2 separate regions of the Sus scrofa genome follow, and region 2 is linked to region 1. A link is a contact called in public Hi-C data. All regions are on one chromosome and are shown on one strand. The core of a region is the stretch at or near the end of the contact, and the rest is flanking DNA. Distances in the headings are between cores, read along the strand shown. Region 1 holds the start of LOC100737927 (adenylate cyclase type 10). Region 2 holds the start of TREML1 (triggering receptor expressed on myeloid cells like 1).

Evidence for each region. A called contact is a pair of places that touch in the nucleus more often than the background predicts.
Region 2: a contact with region 1 is called in a Hi-C map of skeletal muscle, with 6 times the contacts expected there. The contact joins the promoter of TREML1 here to the promoter of LOC100737927 in region 1. A contact is called at or near these places in 5 of 47 Hi-C or Micro-C datasets (embryonic fibroblasts, heart right ventricle, liver and 1 more) and 1 of 2 datasets of contacts at active chromatin or transcription factors (alveolar macrophages).

What each region holds. Positions count from the first base shown.
Region 1 is chr7:36,406,735-36,413,999 of Sscrofa11.1, reverse strand. It overlaps LOC100737927 (adenylate cyclase type 10), which reads right to left and starts at 3,481. Exons shown (of 32, transcript XM_021098668.1): 1 at 3,319-3,481; 2 at 2,298-2,402. The coding sequence starts at 3,475. NFYA (nuclear transcription factor Y subunit alpha) reads right to left here. Exons shown (of 10, transcript NM_001243295.1): 10 at 6,551-7,153. The coding sequence ends at 7,100.
Region 2 is chr7:36,456,978-36,464,242 of Sscrofa11.1, reverse strand. TREML1 (triggering receptor expressed on myeloid cells like 1) reads left to right here and starts at 3,532. Exons shown (of 6, transcript NM_001243504.1): 1 at 3,532-3,621; 2 at 3,793-4,125; 3 at 6,618-6,729; 4 at 7,101-7,186. The coding sequence starts at 3,579.

The DNA of each region.
Region 1 (7,265 bases), core at 2,232-4,731:
TAGATGAAATCTCCATCTCCCCATAACTGCTCCACTGCCTCTACCATACCCTCCAATAGTTCCATATAATACAGTCTCCACGAGGACAAGCGCTGTGTCTTGCCTGCCCATGTATTTCTAGTATCCAGGAGTTTCTAGTGTTATAATACATACATGATACATAATTTCTATCTCCGGGAGACAGCTAAAATGAGTGTGAATCAGGGAGTTTCTATAGTGGTTCAGAGGTAATGAACCCAGTTAGTAGCCATGAGGACAAGTGTTCCATCCTTGGCCCAGCTCAATGCGTTAAGGATTTGGTGTTGCTGTAAGCTGTGGCACAGGTCACAGGCATGGCTGGGATCCCATGTTACTGTGGCTGTGGCTGCAGCTCCAATTCGACTCCTAGCCTGGGAACTTCCATATGCTCAGGGTGCAGCCCTAAAAAGACAAAAAATATGAACTTTTGTGCAAAAATAAATAATCCAAACTCTGAAAGGACTACAGAGCTTGATGATCTCCAATCTCACCTCAAGCCACTCGTCTCCCTGCTAACTATGCTCTAGTCACACTGGCCTTCTCAGTTTCTAGAACCCACCAAGCTTTCTCCACCTCAGAACCTTTATACTCAGCACTTTCCTTCCTGAAATGTTTTACCCCTAGCTCTTCGCAAGATGCTCCTCTCATCCTTAATATCTTAGCTTACATGACACCTTTTCAGAGGAGCCTCCCAAGACCTCTCTAATACAGAAACCCTTTCAACTTTTCTTTTCTTTTTTATTCATTTATTTATTTATTTTGTCTTTTTAGGGCCCTATCTGCGGCACAAGGAGGTTCCCAGGCTAGGGGTTGAATTAGAGCTATAGCTGCCGGCCTACACCACAGCCACAGCAATGCAGGATCTGAGCCGCATCTTCAATCTACACCACAGCCCATGGCAACACTAGCTGCTTAACCCACTGATCGAGGTCAGGGATTGAACCCTCAACCTCATGGTTCCTACTCAGATTCGTTTCCGCTGCGCCATGACGGGAACTCCCTTTTTTTTTTTTTTTTTTTTTTAAACCTCAACTATGTCCTTTCTAGAATATATACCCTATTATTATCTTATTTACTTATTTTTCTCTCCTGCTAAAATGGAAACTGCAAGAGGGCAGGTACTGTGTCTTACTTTCCCATGTATTTCTAGTACCCAGAAGATTCTGGTGTTACAACACAAACATGATACATCATTTATATCTCCCCCTTTCATCGAGATCTAAACTTGATGAGATCTGGAGTTCCCATTGTGATTCAGTGGTTAATGAACCCAACTAGCATCCATGAGGACTCCTCTTGTGTGAAAGGAGTTCCTATTATGGTGCAGCGGAAACAAATCCGACTAGAGACCATGAGGTTGTGGGTTTGATCCCTGGCCTCACTCAGTGGTTAAGGATCCAGCATTGCTGTGGCTGTGGCGTAGGTCGGCAGTTGTAGCTCTGATTGGACCCCTAGCCTGGGACCCTCCATATGTTGCAGATGTGGCCCTAAAAAGCAAAACAAACAAAAAACTCCCCGCAAAAACTTGATGAGATCAGCGGAAAGACTTATACTTGTTCCTCAGGGGTAAGGGGTGATTCACATAGCCATTTATATGGCTAAAGTAGATGCCGCAAAGTAACTATTGTGGTGACTCTTGGAATGATAGCCAGAACTCTATGGGACACTGTCAGTAAAGGAAGGGAATATTTTATTAGTACTAAAGGGTATAGGACCAATTTGTTAGGTAGACCTAACTAGACTGAAAGCTCCTTGAAGAGCAGGGTTTTGCACTCCCTGCGCCTATTACAGTGTATGTCATAGGGCAGGTACTCAAAACATGTTTACTGTACAAACAAAAAGGTTTCTTTTCCCCCCAGATTAAGCAAGAAAGAAAGAATACTCATTCTTACCTCACAGGGGATCAAAATGCAATAACAGAATGGGAAGGTGTTTTATAAATTACATCTTATATACACACAAGAGGCCCATTATATTCTGGTTAGAAGACACAAACTGAGGGACACCTTATTTACTAATTAATACAAACATGCAAAGTACAAATTAAAATTAGCATTTTTCCCCCTTTCTGAACACTGAGTCAACAGATGTGAGATTGAGGAGAATGACAGATACAGGCAAAGATCTAGCTTGTTCGTGGCAAACCTGAAGAAATAAAAGAGGAGTGACAGCAAAGGAATGACCCTTTAGTATCTGTTTTAAAGTACCCCAGGCGTCCTTGTGTTGCAAACCCTCAGGAGCCCAGCACACCTCCTTGCTCCCCTACAGTGGTCACTCACGCTCCACGATGTCACTAATGTAATAGCTGAAGATGTGGGCCAGTTTGTCCATGTCATGTTCCAACTTGCAGCTCAGGCTGAACCTGTCCATTAATGCTGTAAACCCTGACCAACAAAGCACAAATGACTACGTTAGCTGCAAATCCTAAACTTTTAACCCCTAACCCCTCCACACATCAGGCCAGTGTGAAGGAAGCATATCTCTTCAAGATGAGTAATTTCATTATCCTTGCTAAGTTCCTTAGCAAGTACTCAGAGCCAGGCTGATTGCTGCTGCCTCTGGGAGTGCAGAGCAGCCCCCCCGCCCCCACGTTTCTAGAAGCTGCAGATGGTGAAGATTCATCCACAAGTGACTTTTTCCTCAGAATCCAGTTACTCCTTTCCCATCATACCCTCTTAAGACTCCCTGGCCAAGGGAAACGACAGGATTCTCTTGCTCTGTGAGGGAGAGAGAAATCACTGACAAGGAGAATGGATTAAAAACCTTTATGGAGAACTTAAAATGGTGAGCTGAGCTCCTTGAGGACAGGCACCTGAATCACTCATCTTTATATCCATGACACATAAAACTCCATAAATATCTGTTAAATGAAGGCCTCTCATAGTAGCTACTAAGTCTTTTAACTCCTAGAATAAAGGCAGGCACATACTTATAGACCCAAAGAAGGAATTACTGAGCAAATAAAATCATTGGATTAGGTGGATGCTTACTGGGAAATGTTCGGGATTGGGGGAAAACTTGGGTTCAAAACCTGTTATGGCTTTAAAGTCCTTTCTCCTTTCTGAGCCTCAATTTCACCATTTCTGAAGTGAACTCGGGATACATAAGGTCGTCCCGAAAGGCGTCCTCCTGCTCTGAAAATGACCCTGTTTCCCGCGGAGGCAGCGGAAAGTGCAGTGAAAGAGCGCCTTAGCTCGCTCCGGGGCCAGGCCGGTAACTGCCGAGGCCTCTACGAGCTGAGGCCCAACGGCTGCCCCTCCTGCAGGCCGGGGAGAGCGACGCTCCTCCCCTTGTCCTCACCCGTCACGTGGACGCCAAGGAGGACGCCCTGGGCCGTGGCGAGCTCGGGTTCTGATCCCCCGGGCTTCCTGAAAACCAGCAGGTCGGGCAGCAGCGCCGCCAAGCGGGCCTCTACTGGCCACTGAGGCGGCACCGCCTCCCGCTCGCCGGTCGCCATGGCGGCGGCGGGGCTGCCCGCCAAGCTACCGGAAACAAGTTTACTCCGAATAGTAGCCAATCCGCAACCACGGCCCTTACGGTCCCTCCCACCAACCAATCAGCGCGGGGATCCTTGGGTCAGTACCAATGGAAAGCCGCCGGAGGCCCCGCCCCAGCTGCTTCCCATTGCCTTTTTCCCTCGCTCTGGCTTCCGGGGGGGAGGGGCGGAAGGCGGGCAAGGGCGGAGCATATAGTTAATAGCTGAAATTTTTGATCTCCTTGAAAACTGGTGATCCTTCCACGACGAAACTAATCACCTGGGATAAATTCAGTAGGGTGGTCTTTTCCCCTTACCACTAAAGTAGGAATTTCGTTTCTAGGTCGTCTTTTTAGTTTTCTAAGGACAAGCAAATTCAGGATACTTTTTAAATACACACCGAAGCTATTTAACAGTCCTTTTCCTTGTTAGGAAGTTTCTTCCACTTCTGTTGTCTGCCAGGATGGATCACTGGATCTCATGGGATGCTCCCCGGGGGCGTTTTTTCTCAAGTAAGTCCCTGACTTGAGTGTGAAAATGGCACATCTGAAGCTGCCAGTCCATTGCTCAGATTTGTGAATACAAAACAATAAAAGGATGAGCATGTTGTGATTTCTAACCATCAGAAAATGCATGTTTTTTAACATAAATAAAAACAATCTAAAAATTACGTCTTCACTTCTTTAGTTCTACAACACACCATAAATTGAGGCTGTTTTGGTGAAAACTAAAGGGCTAATCTTACTAATGGAATTACTTTCATTATGTTTTCATTAACACTTGCAGTGAGAAGACCAAATGTATGATCAGCCCACAGATGTCAGAATCTCCTTAGTAGGGTGGGAGGACCAAAAGGGAAGGAAAAGAGACCAAGGGGAGATACACAGCTGAGATGCTGGACAACCTCTGTAAGTTTGACACACTGTCCACAGAACTTGCATGTGTATTTATGGTTTACCAACCATTATAAACATAACCCAAGGGATGTAGACTCCTCAAAACTCAAGACACTTTTTAGCATTTTTATAAATTTATTTATTTTAAAAAATAACAATTGAAATGACATCAATGATCCATCACCTGTGCTCCCCTACTGCTGGGAGGAAAAAAACCTGTGTAGTTTAGTCCCAAAGGAAAATCAAGACATTATTATCAGGCACTCATTAGCCAGAAAAATGCTCTGTTGGTCCAGTGGTAGAGACACTGACATGTTCGATGTACCAGTGCAATTAAAATATATACATTTACAATTATCCTGCAAAAAAAAAAACCAAAAAACAAAAAAACCAAACCCAAGAAACACTCAAGAAGTGAAAGAACTACACATTAAACTAGTTATTCACTCATCCATTCATTCTTTTTGCATCTATGAAGTAATCACTACAGTCTCAAGGACAAATGGATAAAAGAATTTCTAGCAACAAAGAAAAAAAATCCAAACTTCAGTCCCACTTTGTGGGTTATTACGTGCTAAAATGACCACAATAAAGGGGCCATGAGCTACCTGAAATGCAATGACAAAATGACAACTGATGCATTTCATTTCAAATAAACCAAACTCAAACTCATGAAAAAAAAAAAAAAAAACCCAAAAAACAAAACCCACCCCCCCACAACAAAAATGAGGTTGGTATTATTATGTACAAACTTACAGACACAAATAAATAGCATTTTAGAACTAGGTGTTGGCTTAAGTACTAGAAATTAGATCTGAGTAATTTCTTTCTGAACTCTGCATGAGTATTAAAGAAACCAAAGGATATAAACTCCTCATTGCTTTTAGTAACCTATCATCTGAAAAACTTAGGGCTTACCACCTGAATCTCACATAAGGAGCCAGAAGTTTCTAGTAAGCCTACCTGGAAGCCAGGACAGATGACTAGATTCAAGGGATGAGGGAGATACTCCACTTCCTGCTTTCTTTGCATAGTTCTATACCTCCATTTCTACCATTACAATGATTCCCCTTTGTGATGATTTCTTTAGAGGATTTAATTTCCTTTCCCTCTTAACATAGGTAGAGTGAAATCAAAGAGCGAGCCAATCTCTACTCTCGGTATTTAAATCAAACCCAAATGTTCTCCAAAAGAACTAAGTTTCCCTTCTTTGTTTCCAGAGAAGGCAGCAACTCTTCCCAAATATCATCTCGGTTCTCCCAAGGTTCCACATCTAGAAAACAAACAGATTATTCAGGCACAACCCATTCTGGGAACCATGGCCCGGTTCCTGACCCTGCAGGAATCCACTTCCAGTCCACAGTTCATCACCAGAATGGGGATGCAATGTGAAAACCTTTCTGCTCAAGGCTTATGGAGAAAAGGGGAAACAAACAGAAACCGGCACCAAAAAATCAGCTGCCATGGGAAGAACAAGAATGTTTGCTCTGTGGGGCCGGCACAAAGCACAGCAGGAGTGAAGCCAACATCCACCTCGAACTCTAGCAGGTAACCTGGAATGTGTCCAGATTAGCTGATTGAACAGTGCTTTCCAGAAATTGTCAAGGACCAAATCAGACTTCTCCCTTTCAAACGTGCTTGTTAAAAGATTGTAGTATAAATGTAAATTATTCTCTTCATCTTAACAATCCATCCCAGGCATCAATCCACTGGCGAATCATGCTATATGACAACACAAGGGTATGCATACTACTCTCTTTGTCCTTCTAGACTGAAACACACACGAACCTTTCTAGTCCCCAAATGCTGTCACGGAGCCTATGATTGAGAATCTCTCTAGTTTTGCTGTTTAGGAGTTACTACAAATGTCCTCAGGACTTCAGCACAGAAGTTGTGTAATTTTGTTCTCTACTTAGGAAAGGCAGTTTCAAGATCCAATACCCTCAAATTGTCCTAAAAGTCAAGAACTGTGGTCCATATGACCTGTCAACAGACAAGTAGACAACAACTTGTCAAAGCTAAGAGATCCAGCAATTTCTACGTTTAGTGCTTGAGTCTTTTGTCAGTCTATCCCGAGAGTTAACTTTTTCTTGGCCGGTGTCCAAAAATACCAACCTATCATCCGGGTGGACAGAAATTCTTATTATTACCACAGATTAGATGAATGTATCTCAGAGAATTTATTGTTTCCATATCATGAGATGGAGCTTCCTTGCCTGGAAACCATCTCTGAATACAAAGTGTTCATTAGTCAGCCTGAGATCCCCCAGCAGAGGGACGGGTGCTGTTCAGAATCCTTGGGAAAGGAGTGGGCTGCAGCTTCCCTGATTGCAGTTTAGGTTGAGAAGGTCATTCTCCTCTGCGGAGACGGCTGGCTGGCATCACCAGGCAACATAAGTGCTATGTGTGGTACTGCTAGGCTGGCATGGCTCCCTTGCATCATCCCAATCCATGAAATGTCAATGTCACCCACAGTCTGAAGGAAGTCCTGACTGAAAGGGCGAGACAAAGGCTTGCAACTTCAATTTGCCAGATATCACTGCAATTATAATACTGAACCACTTATTAAAAACTAAGTGGTTTCTGTCCTGTAGAAAAGGGCAGAATGTGATCGTCAGTGTCCCGTCGGAAGAGTTGATCAGTTTCCTTGGAACAGTGGGAAACGGTGTGAGGAACATGACCTTGATCAGCTCCATCACATGGCCTGGGGTTAGGACACTCGGATGATCTGTGTCATAGCCTCTTCATCTGCTTGATTTGGATCCTACAAAGAAATAAGTGTAATGATTACAGTCCTTTGCAAAAGCATCTGGGAACTCACTGCTCTCGGTACTTATCACCAAGAGAATACACAGACTTTGCTAAGTTAGCCAAAG
Region 2 (7,265 bases), core at 2,283-4,782, 50 kb before region 1:
TAAGAAATGGGGGACACAGAAAGGCTTGTGTGCCCAGAGGACTCACAGGGCCCTGCTTGGTTTCGTATGGAGTCCTGTCCTAGCAGGAAGAGGGCAGACAGAGAGATAAAATAAATTTACTCAGACGGGGCGTTCCTGTTGCAGCCCAGCAGAAACGAACCTGACAAGTATCCATGTGGACACGGGTTCGATCCCTCGCTCAGTAGGTTAAGGATCTGGCGTTGCTGTGAGCTGTGGTGTAGGTCATAGATGTGACTCAGATCTGGCATTGCTGTGGCTCTGGCGTAGGTTGGCATAGTTCTGATTAGATCCCTAGCCTGGGAACGTCCATATGTCACGGGTGTGGCCCTAAAAAGCAAAGCAAAGCAAAGCAAAACAAAGTCAGATGGTGAGGAGCACGGGGAGCGCAGACAGGGGATGACGCAAGTCTAGAGCAGACAGAAGAACAACTTGAGAAACACCTGGAGATGCAGGAAGTGAACCTCAGGCATGTCAGGGAGAGTGTTCTGGACCCAGGGAACAGCCAGGGCAGCTCTGGGAACCTCACTTTCTCGCCGGCACACCCAGCACCTGGGCCAATGGGACAGAGACTTTCTGGGGGTGGGCTGCCCCCAGGGGGAGAAAATGAGTGGGCACATACTCAGGCTCTCAGTCCTGGCTTCGGGGAGGCGGAAGCCCCGAAGCCCCTCTGGCCATGGCCACATGTGGCTGCGCTGCCACCTGTCATGGGTGTGGATACCTGGGGTGTTGAATCGTTAGGAAGGAGCTTCACATCAACACATCACTCCCCTGGTTCCAGCCCTGCTCCAACCCCACTTCACCCACACCTGCAGAGGATGCTTCTGGGCCTCTGTCCCCATTTCTGGGACCCTGGTCCAGTCTGTGTGTCCTTGGCCTCCCTGACTCAGCGGCCCTTGAAACTTGCCCATCGAGTCCCAGGACAGTGGTCTCCTTCCTGCGGACATGGGCACAGTATACGGTCCAAGGCTGAGCAGAACCCACTCCATCTCCCTTCCGCCCCATCTGGGCACCGAGGGCGATAGCAGGGAAAGGAAGCCTCCAGCCAAGTGCCTGGCAGTAGAATGTGCTGGAACTTTCTTTCTCTTGGGAGCTCAGCCTTTTCTCCTTCCAGCTCTGCTATGTTTGAGACACCTGCCCTGGGATCCTCTGCCCTGGACTCTCTGGCACACACCCTGAACTGAAAGGGTTTGCCAATTTCAAGTTTGCCTCCTACTAAGAAAGCTTAGGTAAGTTCCTTAACTCTGCTGAGCCTCAGGGCCCTTGAATATAAAAGCAAACAAAAAAACCCAACACCAAACCAACCAAAACAGCCCTACTTTGGTGACTTTTTATGAGGCCGAGAGGAATAACATTAAAGTCCCTGGCCACAGGCCTGGCACATAGTAGGTCCTGGGTAAGCCCTGGCTTCCTTCCTCCTCTCTAAGGTCCAGTGACAGGACACCGCCCCAGAGGCCAGGGTCCACCTGGTCACCTCTGTCCTGGGCGCCCAGCAGTGGACTGTATCCATTTTAGGCACTTAATTAATATTGAAGAGAGGTCTCCTCTTCACACGACATTCCCAGGTGGCTTGTTAGTGTGAAAATAATTTTCTTGTAAGGAAATCAAAGAAACCCTGATACATATTGGCTGGACTGATAGACGTATGTATCACCCCGCATCACTCACTGGGGCGACACAGCCGTCCAGTTAGCCGGGTTTTCTGTGGGTTAGCACTGGAAGTCCTGTCTCAGAAAAGGGCTCGGCCCCAGGTAGACAGCGACACCTGGTCACCCTGTCACCAGGTCCACAAGGCTCAGCTCAACACAGAAGCCGGCTTCCTCAGGCTTCTGCTCCCAGTTCCCATTCCTAACTCCTTGGCTCCTGAAGGGGGGTGGGGTGGGCAGAGAGAGGGAGAGTGGAGGAAGGAGGGAGGGTAGCACCCCTTTCCCGCTTGACATCCAGATCAGGGCAGTGCGAGCTCCCGGCCACGCCCCTTTGCCAGCTCTGGTCTCCCTGAGCACAGGCGCGCCCCCTGGTGTCAGAAGGTTTATTGCTCACACTCCTAGCAGGATCCACAAACCCCAGTTCTGCACGGCGTGTGAATGAGGATTAGATGTTTCATCATGAGAGAGGAACCCCAAATTATGAGACTTCGAGTTTATATGGAGCACCTGGCACAGTGGCTCATCTTTTTCTCTAGAGAGAGACCTTTATTCTGGGACGTAAATTCATCTTCTCCAGGGAGGGAGGGGAAGGAGGGAAGCGAATCTCTCTGGAGCTGACACACTGACTCCGGAGCTGTGTCAGTTCTTCAATTGCCCTGGAACAAAGCTTGGGCGGTTCCCTTTCCTAGAAAGCCCAAACCATGCAGAAACGTGAAAATATTCATGGAGAACTGCCTCTCAACAGAGAGGACAGTGCAAACATGAAACAAAATTAATAGAGTGGCTCGGGTTGCTGCAGTGGGCATGGCCAAAAAAACCAATTAATATGTTATAAATAAGAAATGCTTGGAGAAGAAATCTCTTAAATTAAAAACACGAAGGGATAAAAACTTGAAGGACAGAGGAATGGATGAAAAAAGATGGAAGATATCTTTGAGGAATCAGAACAAAATCGACAAAAAGATAGAAAATGATAGAGAAAAGGTATGAAAATAAGATAAACACATTAGGTTCACTATCCAACTAATTAGAAAAACAGAGGGGGGAAAAATAAAGAAGTATTTATCAAAGCAATTGCCAGAACTGGAGAGCAGGGTCCACACTGAAAGTGTCTAGGGAGCACCCAGCACAAGGAAAGAAGACAGGCCAGCCCAGGACACGCCATCAAGGTGGGACTTCCTCGACAGTCTCCTGAGAGCTCGGGGTTGGCACCCACACAGCATTTAAAATCAGGGAGTTCCCATTGTGGCTCAGCAGGTTAAGAACCCGACTAGTATCCATGAGGATATGGGTTCGATCCCTGACCTTGCTCAGTGGTTAAGGATCCAGGGTTGCTGCAAGCTTCAGTGTAGGTCCCAGATGTGGCTCAGACCTGCTGTGGCTGTACCTGTGGTGTAGGCTGGCAGCTCCAGCTCTGACTTGACTGTTAGCTTGGAAACTTCCATATACTGCAGGAGTGCCACCCCCTCCCCCCAAAACCCCTGAATTTAAAATCAGGATGGCCTTGGGCCATGGGAAGGACACTTTACTTGGCTCCTTTGCAGCTCTGCATCCTCAGATCTTGAATCCTCAGACCTTTGCACTTCTCTGAAGATCACCTTCCCCCTCTCTCTGCTGCTCTCTGGTCACCACGATCCTCCTCCGGCCTCCTTCCTTAGAGGGCCCAGGACCTCTGGCATTCTCACCCTGCCTTGCCCACGCCTACCCTCAGGGTCGGTTTCTGAGTGCTGAGCCAACCAGGGCTGGGAAGAGCTCCTTATCCCCACCCATGGAGGAGCCCATCAGTGCCTGACTCCCACCCCATGGTCACTGAGAGCCCCACGTGACTATCTGAGACAAAAGTTTCCTGCCCCCAGGGGAATGTTGTGTCAGTGCCCCCAGGAAGCCCCAGAGCGGACATCTCCCTTCCCAGCCATGGGCCCCCACCTGCTCCTGCTGCTGCTTCTGGGACTAGCAGGTAAGGTTCTGAAGGGACCATGATCACTCCCCACACCCAGGAATAACTGGCATGACATGGCAACAATAGTAGGTGTAAGCCCAGAAGGTCGATCTCTAGATCCCGGTGCCCTGTGCAGTTGGGTGGGCCTGGAGGCATCCCGTCCTACCCTCCTCAACTTTCCCTCCCCAGGCCAGGGCTCGGCTGGCAGCCTCCCTGAGCTGCTGCAGGCGCCCGTAGGGAGCTCCATCCTGGTGCAGTGCCACTACCGACCCCAGGACCTCAGGGCTCGAAAGGTGTGGTGCCGGTTCCTGCAGGGGGTATGCCAGCCCGTGGTGTCGTCAGTGGTGGACCGCCGGACCCCGGCTGGCAGCCGCATCTTTCTCACCGACATGGGGGGTGGCCTGCTCCAGGTGGAGATGGTTACCCTGCAGGAGGAGGATGCCGGGGAGTACGGCTGCCTGGTGGAGGGGGCCTCGGGGCCCCAGACTGTGCACAAAGTCACTCTGGACGTGCTCCCCGCAGGTGAGTTATCCTGGCTGGGCACTACCCCTCTGATCTGCCTTCTCACCCCCATCTGCTATTCTTGGGTCCTTGGGGGCCGGAGGTCCTGGTAGGGGAGGAATTGGGAGAAGATATCCTTTTGACAGCTCTGCAGGGAACGGAAACCAAACTAAGTGAGAAGTCGGAGATAAAGAGCCAAATAGTGCCCCCTCACCCCGCCTTTGTGGCACAAGTGGGTCTCCCCACAGGAAGTCACTCCTCCTTCCCCGCTGATGGCCTTGGCCTCCCCATCCAGCATTTTCAATACACTTGATGCTGGTTTTTTTCCCTTATAATTTTTTTTTTCTTTTTAGGGCCACACCCACAGCATAAGGAAATTTCTAGTCTAGGGGTCAAATCAGAGCTGTAGCTGCTGGCCTACACCACAGCTCACAGCAACACCAGATCCTTAACCCACTGAGCAAGGCCAGGGATCGAACTCAGGTCCTCATGGATAGTAGTCGGGTTTGTTACTGCTCAGCCATAACTGGAACTCCTGGAATTTTTTAATCTTCCAGGTTTCTGTTCCTCTAACCATAAGTTCAATGGTTTGCAAATCACTGAGTTTATATCTTATTTAATTTTTCTAAAGTCTTCACTGAGCATCTAGTACATGCCTCACCTACAGGCAGGGAACATTCCGCACCTGAATTCCTTCAACTCATTCAGGTTTTTTTGGTTTTTGTTTTTTGTTTTTTGTATTTTGTCTCTTTTTAGGGCCGCTCCTACGGCATATGGAGGTTCCCAGGCTACGGGTTGAATCAGAGCTGTAGCCACCGGCCTGTGCCAGAGCCACAGAAACACCAGATCAGAGCCACATCTGCGACCTACAGCACAACTCACGGCAATGCCGGATCCTTAACCCATTGAGCGAGGCCAGGGATCGAACCCGCAACCTCATGGTTCCTAGTCAGATCCGTTTCTGCTGCACCACGATGGGAACTCCTCATTCAGTTTTAAAAGCAGAAAAATTCAGTCAGTATTCTCAAGCCTGTTTCCAGTATAGAAAGTACTTTATTTTCCCCAGTTTCATTTTCATGGCCTATTACTTTCTCATGTCTAAACATTTTTTGAAAGAACACTTTAAAGTATTGCTAAAATACTTTAAATAAGATATTTAAGGAGTTCCTGTCGTGGTTCAGTGGTTAACGAATCCGACTAGGAACCATGAGGTTGCAGGTTCGATCCCTGGCCTTGCTAAGAGGGTTAAGGATCCGGCGTTGCCGTGAGTTGTGGTGTAGGTCACAGATGCGGCTTGGATCCCGCGTTGCTGTGGCTCTGGCGTAGGCCAGTGGCTGCAGCTCCGATTCAACCCCAAGCCTGGGAACCTCCATATGCCACGGGAGCAGCCCAAGAAATGGCAAAAAGACAAAAAAAAAAAAAAAAAATTTAAATAACAAAATAAGACATAATTTAAAAAATTTTCTTTCAGGAAAATGGTCAGCTACCTGACGGAGCAGAGACTGGCCTAATTTCTGCTTATGGATGCTGATTTTTTTTTTTTCATTTTCAGGTCTCCCTTTTCCTAGTAATTTGTGCCAAATACCCAAAATAATGAAATTAAGAAAGGCATTTTTCTTTCTCTTGGTTTCTTTTCCATTTGTTCATTATGAAGATGGACTAAGGTGTCATTAGAATCTTTTGAGTCCCCAGTTATTAATTATATTACAGATATACTCCTGTTAACCCTGGTCACCCTTTGTTTTTCTCCTTCCTTCACAGTCTAAGGTCTAGTAAGTCAAGGTTACAAGTCCGTGAGGCAAGTTGTACCAAGGCGATGCCCTGGGAGGGGGTGGCCGGGGAGACGGTGTTCTCAAGGCAGATCCTCAGGCCCCGAGAAACCAACCCCGTGTCCGACAGCCAGAAGTTGAGCGTGTTCTTGGGAGGACAGAAACCAAGTCTCAGGGTCCAAGCAAGGCTGGGCACTGTGTCACATCAGGGCTTAGCTCCTGAGGGTAGAACTTGGGATGGGGTCCAATCAGCCTGTAAGGGGGTCCCAGGGTTGCATGTGTGCAGAGAGGTCTAGCAGGTGGAGCTGAGGCCTCTTTAGAGACCAAGTCATGAGAGCCAGGCACCAGGTGTCCAATGAGAAGAGCGCAGAGGGACCTACTCTGGGGTGGGGTAGGGAGATGGGCATGGCTTACCCAGTGGGGTTTTGGCATAGTCTGAGCAGCCTGATTAGACCAGAGGGGTACAGAGGGAGCAGGTAAAGGAGGAGAAATGCAGGGGGGAGGGTTTGGAGCTGGGGGTTGAGGGGAAAGGGAGCATATTCACAACCATAAAAGATAAAGAGGCCGTTCACTGACCTCCAGAATGAGAGGCCCCTAAGGAACATCCCAAGTGGTCCTTCTTTGTGTTTCTTACTGGGGACCTCTCCTTCCTCAGCTCCGCTCTCCCAGTACCTACGTCTCAACCGGCCCTTGAACCTTGCTCACAATGGGCCTGTGCTCATGAAGTTTTTCCTTCTGACTCAGCTCCTGGCCTGGAGGAGGAGGAGGAGACCTATCAGGTTGGGAGTCTGGCTGACAGCTCTTCGGACCCTGCAGGCAGTGCCAGCCCTTTGAATCCTGGCCTGGATAAGAAGAGGTACTGACAAGGACTGTATCCGGGTGGCTGGGAAAAGGGTGGAGGTGAACGTGGTGGCTTGCTTAGAGCCCCAGACTACATCAGAGGAAAACTGTACCATTCTTTCCACCCCTGGAGAACTTCCAGAGGCAGGTAGATGGACAGACCTCTCCATCCTAGTTCATCCTCTCTGACCCCTTTACCCCCAAGGATCTCCAGCCAGGATTCCCTGGTCATCCGTCTCTCTTCTGCCCTCCTCATGCCATTCCAGGAAACTTTCTCCCAACCATGGCTCACTGAGAACTGCATCTCTTTGCCACTTCTCTGGGATTCGTGGCAAGTAGCTGCCCGCCAGATTCAGGGCTAAGCTCATCCACTCCTTTGTTTCTCAGCAGACTCTTGATTTGGGGCGCTGTGTTCCTGCTGGGCCTGCTGGTGGTGGCAGTGGTGCTGTTTACCATGATGGCAAGAAGGAAAGGTAAGGAGCTGTCTACCTGCCTGAACCGGCATAACCCCTTGTCCTGTACCAGCCAGTCTTGCATTTGAGGCTGGGAGTC